2 separate regions of the Mus musculus genome follow, and region 2 is linked to region 1. The links are chromatin contacts, called in public HiChIP or PLAC-seq maps. All regions are on one chromosome and are shown on one strand. Each heading gives the region's core, a stretch centred on a gene start, on an enhancer-like site or on the middle of the called end of the contact. The rest is flanking DNA. Distances are from core to core; before and after follow the strand shown. Region 1 holds the start of Gmip (Gem-interacting protein). Region 2 overlaps Gatad2a (GATA zinc finger domain containing 2A).

The links. HiChIP or PLAC-seq counts read pairs in DNA pulled down with a chosen protein or histone mark.
Region 2: an H3K27ac HiChIP or PLAC-seq map of extraembryonic endoderm stem cells shows a contact between it and region 1. The contact joins the enhancer-like site here to the promoter of Gmip in region 1. A contact is called at or near these places in 1 of 39 promoter capture datasets (macrophages), 2 of 484 Hi-C or Micro-C datasets (female germline stem cells and spermatogonial stem cells), 3 of 115 datasets of contacts at active chromatin or transcription factors (embryonic stem cells, extraembryonic endoderm stem cells and microglia) and 3 of 9 other capture datasets (adipose tissue, liver and pancreatic islet).

The regions. Positions count from the first base shown.
Region 1 is chr8:69,806,263-69,811,792 of GRCm38.p6, forward strand. Gmip (Gem-interacting protein) reads left to right here and starts at 2,425. Exons shown (of 21, transcript NM_198101.1): 1 at 2,425-2,558; 2 at 3,512-3,596; 3 at 4,368-4,455; 4 at 4,540-4,597; 5 at 4,896-5,021; 6 at 5,106-5,170; 7 at 5,271-5,378. The coding sequence starts at 2,540. Atp13a1 (ATPase type 13A1) reads left to right here. Exons shown (of 26, transcript NM_133224.2): 23 at 499-641; 24 at 735-846; 25 at 930-1,073; 26 at 1,157-1,487. The coding sequence ends at 1,267.
Region 2 is chr8:69,933,159-69,938,688 of GRCm38.p6, forward strand. Gatad2a (GATA zinc finger domain containing 2A) reads right to left here. Exons shown (of 13, transcript NM_001113346.1): 3 at 2,621-2,878. The coding sequence starts at 2,877. Among named protein-coding and RNA genes, the nearest start is that of Tssk6, 34 kb to the left of the region's middle. Within about 2 kb of position 2,478, at least 201 of the 459 cell types and tissues checked have an H3K27ac peak or open chromatin away from gene starts, as enhancers often do. A contact at or near this core is called in adipose tissue, embryonic stem cells, extraembryonic endoderm stem cells and 1 more, where this site is marked.

The DNA of each region.
Region 1 (5,530 bases), core at 1,175-3,674:
AACTTCCCATTAAGGTGAGGAAAGGCTCACAGGACAACTTAAACAAAAGATCTGTCTTGGCTTAGGCCATATTTAGAGCTATTCACCCACAGTAACTAAAAGAGGAAGGCCTGCGATTGTCCCCAAGGCTCTGCTCCCTTTATGTGGGCCCCACCATCTAAGCTTTTACATGTCTGGGCATGAGGTCAGAGCCTTAGGTCACTTTCTAAAGCCCTACCATAACGTGTCCCTTGAGTCTTCTAGGGACATTTCAGATCCCACCCTAATAAGGAAGCATCAGGCTCAATAGAGCAGGCCCACCTCCAGGCCCAAGGCTCTGATTGCATTTGTGGGAATAGAGAGTAAATCTGTCTCCTGACAGCCCTCCATTGCTACCATAGCATACAGACTATTTTGGACATAGGTAGCCCCTGGGTCTGGACCAAACAAGATGCCTGAGGCAGGAGTATCCCCTCACTGTTGAGAGTATGCTGGCTGACTGTCAGTCCTGCCCCACAGCCTCTCAAGACTCTTTCCCGAGAGCGGCCCCTACCCAACATCTTCAACCTGTACACCATCCTTACGGTGATGCTGCAATTCTCTGTCCACTTCCTGAGCCTGGTCTACCTGTACCGTGAGGCCCAGGCACGCAGCCCTGAGAAGTAAGTGGGGTTCCAGGAAGAGGAGGAGGCAGCGGGAAGCTACAGTGGGTGCCTGAGCAGGAGAGGGGTACTGACACCCACGTACCCCTGCAGGCAGGAGCAGTTTGTAGACCTGTACAAGGAGTTTGAGCCGAGCCTGGTCAACAGCACTGTGTACATCATGGCCATGGCCATGCAGATGGCCACCTTCGCCATCAACTACAAGGTGAGGCCCTGTGCCTGTCCACTTCCACCTGGCCTGACCTGCTCAACCCGCCCTCCCCAAGCAGCTGTATCTTTTCATTGCAGGGCCCACCCTTCATGGAGAGCCTGCCTGAGAACAAGCCCCTGGTGTGGAGTCTGGCAGTGTCACTGCTGGCCATCATTGGCTTGCTCCTTGGTTCCTCACCTGACTTCAACAGCCAGTTTGGCCTTGTGGACATCCCTGTAGAGGTGAGTGGTTCTGAGCAGTGGCCCTGGCCCAGCCTGGCCCAGCTCAGCCACAGACCCAGCTCAGCCTGCTTCCTTCTTGACAGTTCAAGCTGGTCATCGGCCAGGTCCTGGCCCTGGACTTCTGCCTGGCACTCCTGGCTGACCGTGTCCTACAGTTCTTTTTGGGGACTCCGAAGCTGAGAGTGCCTTCCTGAGAAGATGGTGCTGGTATCCACTGCCTACCCTGGCTGCCACTGAACAGGAAAACCGCCGCTGCCCCAGGAGGGAGCACTGCTCCCATCTCCACAGTGAGGCAGCCCTGCCTTGCTCTTGGAAGACTGAGTTGGGACCCTTGTGGGCATCCGCTGGCCGGGCTAGTAGAAGAGTCCTGGCTAGCACCTTTGGTAAATAAATCGGCGTCTGCAATTTTATAAAGCTTGCTGCCACTTATATCTGTGCCACACAGGGCCCCCTGGGAATTGGAGGGGCCAGGTGGTCACTCAAGGGCCTAGGATTACCACAGGCCCAGAGGAGAGAGACACCCTCTGCGGGCGTTCCTGGACCTAGGACCTCAGGTTTTCTAGTGTCGTGCACATCCTCTCTCTTGTCAGGCGCACTGTCACTGGCCACCGTGGATAGCCTCCTTACATGCATGGAGGTCACAGTGCAAGGTGTTTGTGGCCTTGCCTGCCCTAAAACCACTGACTGCTTTGAAAGGGAGCCGACCACCTCAGGAGCCTCACCCACTTAGACAGTGGTTTGCACTTTTACTTGAAGATTTATTCTCTCTTCATGCTGAACCAGAAAAGAAGACATCAGATCTCATTATAGATGGTTGTGAGTCACCATGTGGTTGTTAGGGATTGAACTCAGGACCTCTGGAAAAACAGACAGTGCTCTTAACTGCTGAGCCATCTCTCCAGCCCTGGTGTGCATCATTAATCTCAGCAGGCAGAGGCAGGGGATCTCTGAGTTGGAGGCTAATCAGTCCCACACACCAAATAAACCAAGCCAGGCCACATAGTGAGACACTTGTCTCCAAAACAACAAAACAAACAAAATAAGCCTGCCCTGGAGATTTGGGGTTTATTGCAGTCCTTCATTGCAGTTCTTCACAGGAGTGCCCTGGATCTAAAAGCCTAGGCGGGGAGTTAAATCTAGTCGCTGGGTGTGGAATGTTCTGGGGCAGACATCCCCGGCTTGCTGGAAGAGTGCTACAGGGACTTAGGGTGCTACAGAAATCTACAGAAGGGACCCCTGGCTCGCTGGGGCTCCTCTACTGGGGTAAACTCTGGAAGCTAGTCAAATGCGATGGCGACTTCCGGGAGGGGCGTGGTCGTCTCGAGGCGTGGCATAGCTGGGGCGGGGCGACACCACTGGGTCGGCAGAGGCAGGAAATCGGGCTGGTCCCGGGCGGCGCGCAGCCCTGTCCCTTTCTCAGCATTGCCGCGCGTTCCCCACCCCACCCCCTGCCCCCGGGCATCGCCATGGACTCAGCGGAGACAGGTACGGGGTGGGGACCGAAGGGGGGGGGCCTCCCACCACCGCTCCTCAGTTCCTAAACCAGAAAACCCAACTTACCCCTGAGCTATCTGACAGCCGGGAAAGGAGTACTGACAGGGGAAGGAACGAGGGGATCCCCGAGCACCTTGGAGACCCCTGAAGCGCACAGTGCTCACGACGCCAGCCTTCAGCCCTCGGATTGCCCGCCAGAGCGGGCACCCCGGATGCCTGGGGGAAGGGGCCCAGGAAGGGGAAGTGGCCGCTTCTGCTTCTGATCGTAGGATGGATGGGGGCAGGGTGTCATGGCCAATATTCCTGCAGGTAGCCCCGAGGCATCAGGCTAGGGGGCGGCGGCAGAATTGTGGCTAGAACTGGGTTATGTTTCCGGCTGTCTTTGTGTATCGAGTGTCATTCAGTCCTGTCCCTCGTGGTTTCAGCGGTACTCGCGTGTGTTTATACCGCAGGCTAAGTGCCTGTGTGTCCCACGTGCTTTTCCATCTGTCTGGCCTGGGGTCCATGTGGCTCCATTGTCAAGCCAGCCCTCTACTCCAGCATTCATATGGCAGCTGCATCTGTTTCCTTCCTTTGCTTATGGGTCCTCCCATGCATGGTGTCCCTGTGGCTGTGAGCAAACGCTTCTCTGAGATTTTACCTGGATCCATCTGTGGAATCAGAAATGACCCCACCGAAGCGCTCTCTCTCTCTCTCTCTCTCTCTCTCTCTCTCTCTCTCTCTCTCTCTCTCTCTCTCTCTCTCTCTCTCTCTCTCTCTCTCTCTCTCTCTCTCTCTCTCTCTGTCCCCCTCCCTCCCCCCTCCTTCTCTCCCCTCTCCGCCCGCCCCCCTTCCCACCTCTGCTTGAGAGTGGTTGTTGAGGTACATTCGGATTGCTTTGCCACTACTAATGGGTGGAGAGAGACACTGGTTGGCTCATGTTTTCTTACACTTCCCTCCCCCAGAGCTAACCCCAGCTCCTGAGGGCAGGAAGAGATACAGTGACATCTTCCAGAGCCTGGACAACCTCGAGATATCATTGGGGAACGTGTGAGTCTGAGCCTGTGTCACCACATTGGGCAGAGCTCCCTAATTATTTGGGTATCATGCTGCCCCACATCCAGACACCCTGACTTCCAACCTCCTGAGCCTAAGACAGGAGCCCCCCCCTCCAAACAACTGGGCCCTCTGGTATTCTAGATACATAGGTATTTGGGGGTCTATCTTAAAGACAGATGATCCTGAGACACACACATGCAACTTCATGATTCCTTTAAAAATGGTAGAAGCAGCTATGAGTGTCAATTCCGTAAGCCCCTAAATTGCCTATGGCCCTTCCAACCCTTTCTCAAGTCTTACTTTTAGGAAAGAACCTCACCTGGGGATGTAGCAGGTGCATAACATTCACAAGGCCCAGGATTTAATCCTGCCTGTGCCACATTAGGGAAGGGGCAGGGGGGTGAGGTTCAATTGATAGGATGCGGCTCCGACATACACAAAGGCCTGGATTCCATCCATAGTACTGCATAAACCAACCAGGGTGTTGCTGCATGAATGTAATTCCAGCACTTAGGAAGCAGAGGCTGAGAATCAAGCCAACACTGAGTTGACGGCCTGCCAGGAGACAAGAGCCTCTGCTTCAAAACAAACTGCAGCCTGGCTCCCCTTACATTCTCAGATCACACCTTCTAAATCCCAGATAACAGCAAAGATTACCTCTTCCTTCTCCCTCAACTGTCCTAGTGCCCCAGGACTTTTCCCCAACAAAGGAGAGTTTGGACAGAAATGGCTTCCTGACACCAGTATCTTTCCCACCCTCAGAACTTTTGATCCCCTGGCTGGAGACCCTGTACGCAGAGAAGACCTGGAGCCTGACAAAGCTGACACAGCCACAGTGGTGACTGAGGAGGTAGGGACAGGATCAGGGTGCTCCATGCCCACTTGCTTGCTGTTTTGCTCCCTCCTGATGCTGTCTCTCATCCTCTTACCCTAGAACAGTGAAGCCAGTAGTTGGCGGGATCTCTCCCCAGAAGGTCCTGCACCCCTCACAGGTAGGGGAGGGTGTCAGACAAGAGTGGGGGAGTAAGATTGTTTCTTCATTGAGACATCTCAGATCTTGTTCTGTGCCAGATGCAGGGGACAGGGCAGAGCCCACAGTGGATCCACGCCCTATCCTAAAGGATTCCCCAGTCTTAGTAGAGAATTTGTAAATCATCATCATGATTCCAAAGGGAGCTTTAGGGAGCCATGAAGTATGGAACAGAAGCCATGGGTCCGGTCTTGGGTTTCAGGGAAGGCTTCCACGGGGGAGGGGGAAGCTGGGCTCAAGGATTTCCCTATTTATCCCAGAGGAAGAACTGGATTTGCGACTCATTCGGACCAAGGGTGGTGTAGATGCTGCCCTGGAGTATGCTAAAGCATGGAGCCGCTATGCCAAGGAACTGCTGGCCTGGACAGACAAGAGAGCCAACTACGGTGAGGCTTCCTTCTGCCCGGCCCCTGATGGCAGCAGGACCCAAACCCCAGCTGCTTGTAGACCACTGTCTCTCCTCCTCCTAGAGCTCGAGTTTGCTAAGAGTATCATGAAGCTCGCTGAGGCTGGCAAGGTGTCCATTCTCCAGCAGGTAGGTACCAGCCCTCTCCAGCCTGACCCCCCACTCCCCAGATCCTCCACCCCCCCCCCAATCCGGTCAGTTCCTGAGCTAGCCCCGCATTCCGCCCCAGAGCCAAATGCCACTCCAGTACATCTACACCTTGTTTCTGGAGCATGACCTCAGCCTGGGAGCCCTGGCCCTGGAGACAGTGGCCCAACAGAAGAGAGACTACTACCAGGTAAGCCCTCCCGTGTCGCCCGGGAGGTAGCCCCTCTGTAGTCTGACTTGGGAGGAAGCTGGAGCCCAGAGATGCTCAGGATCTTATCCAATGTTCCTTCACTGAGATTCAACCCGCATTCTGTGAGGCTGCAACACACACAGAATAGTGCT
Region 2 (5,530 bases), core at 1,228-3,727, 130 kb after region 1:
AACAGCAGGACCTGGTGGCACCTATACTCTGAGGACTGGGGACAAGTATAAAGATGGGGTCACTGGGGCTCACTGTCTCAAGAGCCTGACCAACTTGCCAAGTCTCAGATCAGTAAGAGACCCTGTTTTAAGAAATAAGATGGACAGTTTCTGATGAATGGTAGCCAACCGAGGCTGACTTTCAGCCTCTATGAGCACATAGCCCCAATGGAGGAGCTAGAGAAAGTACCTAAGGAGCTGAAGGGGTCTGCAACCCTACAGGAAGAACAACAATAGGAACTAACCAGTACCCCCAGAGCTTGTGTCTCTAGCTGCATATGTAGCAGAAGATGGCCTATTCAGCCATCACTGGGAAGAGAGACCCCTCAGTCTTACAAACTTTATATGCCCCAGTACAAGGGAACACCAGGGCCAGGAAGTCAGAGTGGGTTGGTTGGGGAGCTGGGTGGGGGGGAGGGTATAGTGGACCAGGGATAGCATTTGAAATGTAAATGAAGAAAATATCTAATAAAAATTGTTTACAAAAAAGCCATATTGGTAGAACAAGGAAATATATGGCATTAAGCCTGCAAGGCCTTGTCTGTATACATCTAATAAATTGCTATGGTGAGCTCAAAGCAACAGTACCTTAACCCTCACTACCCTGGGTGAATGCACTCACTACATGAATCTGCTTGGAACCCAACTCCTGTCTGACACCCATAGAAGCACACACTATGCTGGAGGGAGATCCCTAAAGGTGTCCTTGGCCAGACACCCAAGGAAGACCAAACATAGAAAACAGGGCTGTTCCCATACTGCAGAGGTTGCCACCAAGAACACACTTCCTTCCTGTCACTTCATCAACCTGCAAAGCAGAGTGACTATCTCACCAGGAAGAAATGTGGCTGAGACGTTTTGCCCAAGCAGAGCTGCAGCATGTGGCCTAGCCCTCACCCTGCCCACTGACCTTCAGGGTTTGGTTTCTTTTCCACTCTTACACCTGCATGCAGCCAGAACCCGGGGGGTGGTGGTGGTGGTGGTGGTGGTGGTGGGGGGTCCTCTAGTTTCTAGGCAGCCCTCAATCCAGGATATCCGGGTGATCTGTTCCCCAGATTATCCTGAAATACTACGTATGTCGTAAGAAGTCACCAGTAAAAACTTCAAGAAAAAACATCTAAAGGACAGCTTGGAAACCAACAGCTCTGGTAGGGCCCCAGAGGTTCAGAGCCCTGGTGTACCCCTGGATTTTGGCAATAAAAGAGGGATCTTTCACATCTTAACACTTATAACTTTGGACTTCACCATCCCACCTCACAAAGGAGCAGGCCACAATAAGCAAAACATGGAGCATCCTGGCATAACCCCAAAGAACCAACAACTCCCTCCCCATCTGCTTCAGGAGCTCTCCTATCAGAGGTCTCACCAGAAAGACTGAGCTGAGGACCCACAAAGTCTGAGGGAGGAAAAGGAGCCTCAGCCTATCACTGTGACTTATTCTAAAATACGCCCCTAGTACAGCAGAAAGCAGTCAGAGAGGGAGAGAAGTTTCTGAGTGAGCAAGAGGATGGTTACTAAGACAGGGTCTTCTGTGCTCCAGGCTGGCCTGCAACTCCGTATGTCGCTCTCTGACAATGACCTTGAACTCCTCAGCTTCCTGTCTGTGCTTCCTGGGATGATGGGCAGATCCTGCCACGTGTGCCCAGATGAGAGAAGCCTTTCTAATGGCAAGTTCACAGAATGTTCTCAATAAAAGGGATATTCCAGTTTCACAAGGAACTCACAAGTCCTCAGGATTCTATGGCACAGCGGCAAATCTGGAAGCCCTCAGGATCCCAACACCAGATTTTGCAGAAAATTGAAGACTGAAACCGCTGTGCACTTCAGGCACCAAGTGGAGAACTAGCTCCCTCCTGCACTCCACTAGTGCTGGACCGACCTCACCGAGTATACACATGAGGTAGATGAGGACCCCAAAGGTACAGGATCCCAGTGGACAGAAGGGGAGTCAGGGAAAGTCCTCAGTGAGAATCTGGGGTAAATGCTCCATTCTAGAATGTTCTGAAGAAAGGGTAATGTAGCTGCTGGGAGAAAAAGGTTGAGTCTGACTTCCTTTAGCCTTTTACCTATGAGTGTCAAGAAGCCTGGGTTCTGGGCCGGCCGGTGGTGGCACACGCCTTTAATCCCAGCACTTGGGAGGCGGATTTCTGAGTTTTGAGGACAGCCTGGTCTACAAAGTGAGTTCCAGGACAGCCAGAGCTATACCGAGAAACCCTGTCTTGAAAAAAACCAAAAGAAGGAAGCCTGGGTTTCAGGAAAGTTCCCTTGAACTAATTAGTGATATACAGGAGAAACCCACAGAAGAGATAACAGAAGCCAGGCAGAATAGGGAGGCTCCTCCTTTGAGGAATGACACAAAGTGTGGTAGCCTGGCCTCCCTGAGGCACTCCCACCAAAGGAATGTTTCAGTCCTCCCACAATCCAAGAGATGGCAGACCCACTAAATAAATACAGGGGACTTCCTCCCCAATGAACCCATGAACCTGCCACTGACAGTGTCCCAGCCTAGGACTCAGGGACATCCTGCCCTGTACCAGCCTCTGCTAGGCTCCAACCCAGCCCATTGTCTTTTCTCACTCACCTGTGTGAAGTGCGCATGTCCACAGGCCCGTCTCCTAACAGCCCCTCGCCAGATCCTGTGCCCATGGCCTCTGTTGTCCTCAGCAACCCCTGGGCTGAGCCTGCACTCGGCTCTGGCATCACCCTGCTGTCTCCGTCCACTGTCAGCTCTGATGACCCTTTCTCCATTTTCATTTTCTTGTTCTCCACATCATCCTCCGTTAGGTCAGGTTCAAGGGTGCGCTTCTGACTGCGGGTTCGGCATGCTTCTTCACTCATTCTGTATGCGAAAGGGAGGATATAGCATTTGAACCCCTTCTGACAAGTTTAGTTTGAAGTGCGGTTTTCTTTTCCTCAGAGGCAGCTAACTAGAGAAGGGACAACAAAGACAGGGCCATAGACGCCCCTCACACCCTTAGGATGGCTGGGCAGGAAGGAGTCCCACAGGCCTCTTGGGTGTGGCCAGCTCTGAGAAGCCATGGAATCCAAGTGGGAGAAAAGCAGTGGCAGCTGTTACTGGACAGGGCCCTTCTGTGGAAGAACGGTGCCTATTATGGGTCTGAAAACCAGTCCAGGGGCCTGGCATCTGTATTGTAATGGTGTGTGTAGGACCTGGATAGAGGTGACCTCAGGTGCTGTGTGCCTGAGCCCCCCAGGGAGCCAGAAGTGAGGGTCATGCTAAGCTTTTTGGCTGGCAGACATACACTCTGAGCACAGTATGGACCGGTCCATCCCAAAGTGCCACCACCATGGCCCTGTACATGTGGCACACATTTATCTTGATTCAAAGAAAAGGGAGAAAAACGCTGAGTCAGTTTTTGATCCCATGACATCACTGGGCTCCACATGACCCTTCCCAGGATGCAGTCAGAGAGACAAAGCACTTTCCAGAGAACCAGTCTGAACCGGTTCCAGACAACACAGCTGAAGTGAAGTGTTGTTAACCCTCACAGAGACAAGAGGACAGCTTACTGGCATTCCACAGCTGAGTCTGGGACAAGGCCCTCTTAAAGGGACCGCTCAGAAGCCAGGTCTTACTAAACACTATAGGACACCAGCCTAGGGAAAGTCAGAGAACCCAGAGTTCACTTGGGAAAGGGAAGAGAAAAAAAAAAAGTCTGGCTGGGCTCTGGCAGGATCCAAGGGACAGCTCCACTGAGACATCTGGCATTGAGTATAGATAGCCCTGCAGAGAACCTCAGCTCACATCTCCAGCAGGCTTGATGGGAAAGCCCTCTGATTCTGCATCCTAATGGAGGGATACCTCCTTCCAGGTGCCTCAGTTTTCCACTGGTAAATATGGTAGGAAAGGCCTGTCCTGGACAAAGCCAGTTCTAGAAACCCCTTCCAAGGTTCTGGGAGGCTGGGATATTCCATCATATCAAGGATGCACTCCCACGGGTAGGAAAGGCCTGTCCTGGACAAAGCCAGTTCTAGAAACCCCTTCCAAGGTTCTGGGAGGCTGGGATATTCCATCATATCAAGGATGCACTCCCACGGCCAGACCAGAGTCCAACCTCATCTCCATGGTCCAGTCACCTTCTTCCATAGACCTTGGACCCAAGAGCCTCCTCTTCATCACCACCTAGGTTAAAGTTAATGCTTTGACCTTAATACGACTCTATCAAAGGTAGAGATGGGGATAGGGTCACAAACCTCAGTGGGCTTCATCTCCACCCTACTTTCTCCTGCCACCCCAACCTGTACCCTGGCAATCTTCCCTAGATACTGGAGCACCCACCATATCCCTCCACTCTAACAGCACTGGAGAGTCTACTACGGCTTTGCTCTTCCTTCAACAAGCCTGACCACAAACCCTGTCACACTTGCTGACAATCTGCCTGCTTTGCCTACCAGCAAAAGCAAACAAGCCACTGTCCTGGGGTGTCAGGGTACTCCCTGAAGCAGAGCTGCTGAGTTCTAGAACAAGAGGAAGTAGATTGGCAGTATCCTCAGACAGGGTATAAACACGGCCAGGCCTGGACAGGATATAGATGGGGAGCTCAGAACCTGTGACAATAAGGGCATGTGGGAACTGGGTGGGTGGGTGGGGCACAAGCATTATGGTTCTCAAAAGCGAAGCTCACTGGTGGGGGCATACTTCCTTTCTTTAATCCCAGCACTTGAGAGGCAGAGGCAAGTGGATCTCTTTGAGTTCAAGGCCAGCCTGGTCCACAGAGTTCCAGGCTACACAAAAAGACCCTGAAAACCAAACAAAATAGAATGAAGCTCTAGGCCTGGCCCTGCTCCCAAGTTCCGCCATCATAACTCAGTAGGAGTAAGGCAGGGCTTTCATACACAAAAAGACCAGGCCTTGACCTCAGCCTCTCCTAGCTCATCTGAATCCACCAGAAACCCTACCTGAAATCTATCTTCTCCATACCACAGCCTTACTTCTTTGTTGCTGTGAAAGGGCCTAAGGAAAAGCAAAGGTCTACCAGGGGTTGAGGGAACTGCTTTTCATATCCCTAGGAGCTGCCCATTGCATGGAGACAGGTACCTACTCAGAGCTCAAGCAGGGCCCAGAACCTTGAGCCAACCTAAGGGTAGGTGTGGGTGAAGGTAAGAAATGGGATGCCTGGAATTTGGCTCCCCACCTCCAGAAAGACAAGCACAGCTGGCGGGGTGAGCACCAGACAGAAGTCCCAGTAGGCTACACCCTCCCAACTAGAGCCTGAGCTCCCACAGCTGTGCCTCTGAGGAGTAACCAATCCAGCCCAGTGTGATATTCTGTGGTAAGAAGAGTCCCAACTTCCTCAAGGCCACCAGGAACAAGGTCTTCCTGGGACCGGCACTGATAAGCACTGTACAGTAAGCACAATGTGGGCACGAAGAAAGCAGCTTCCCTTAGGAAGCATCCTAAGAGGCAGAGAAAGGGTTTAAATCACTCACATGTAAATGGGAGTGGGTTTCAAAATCCCCAAAGGAGGGG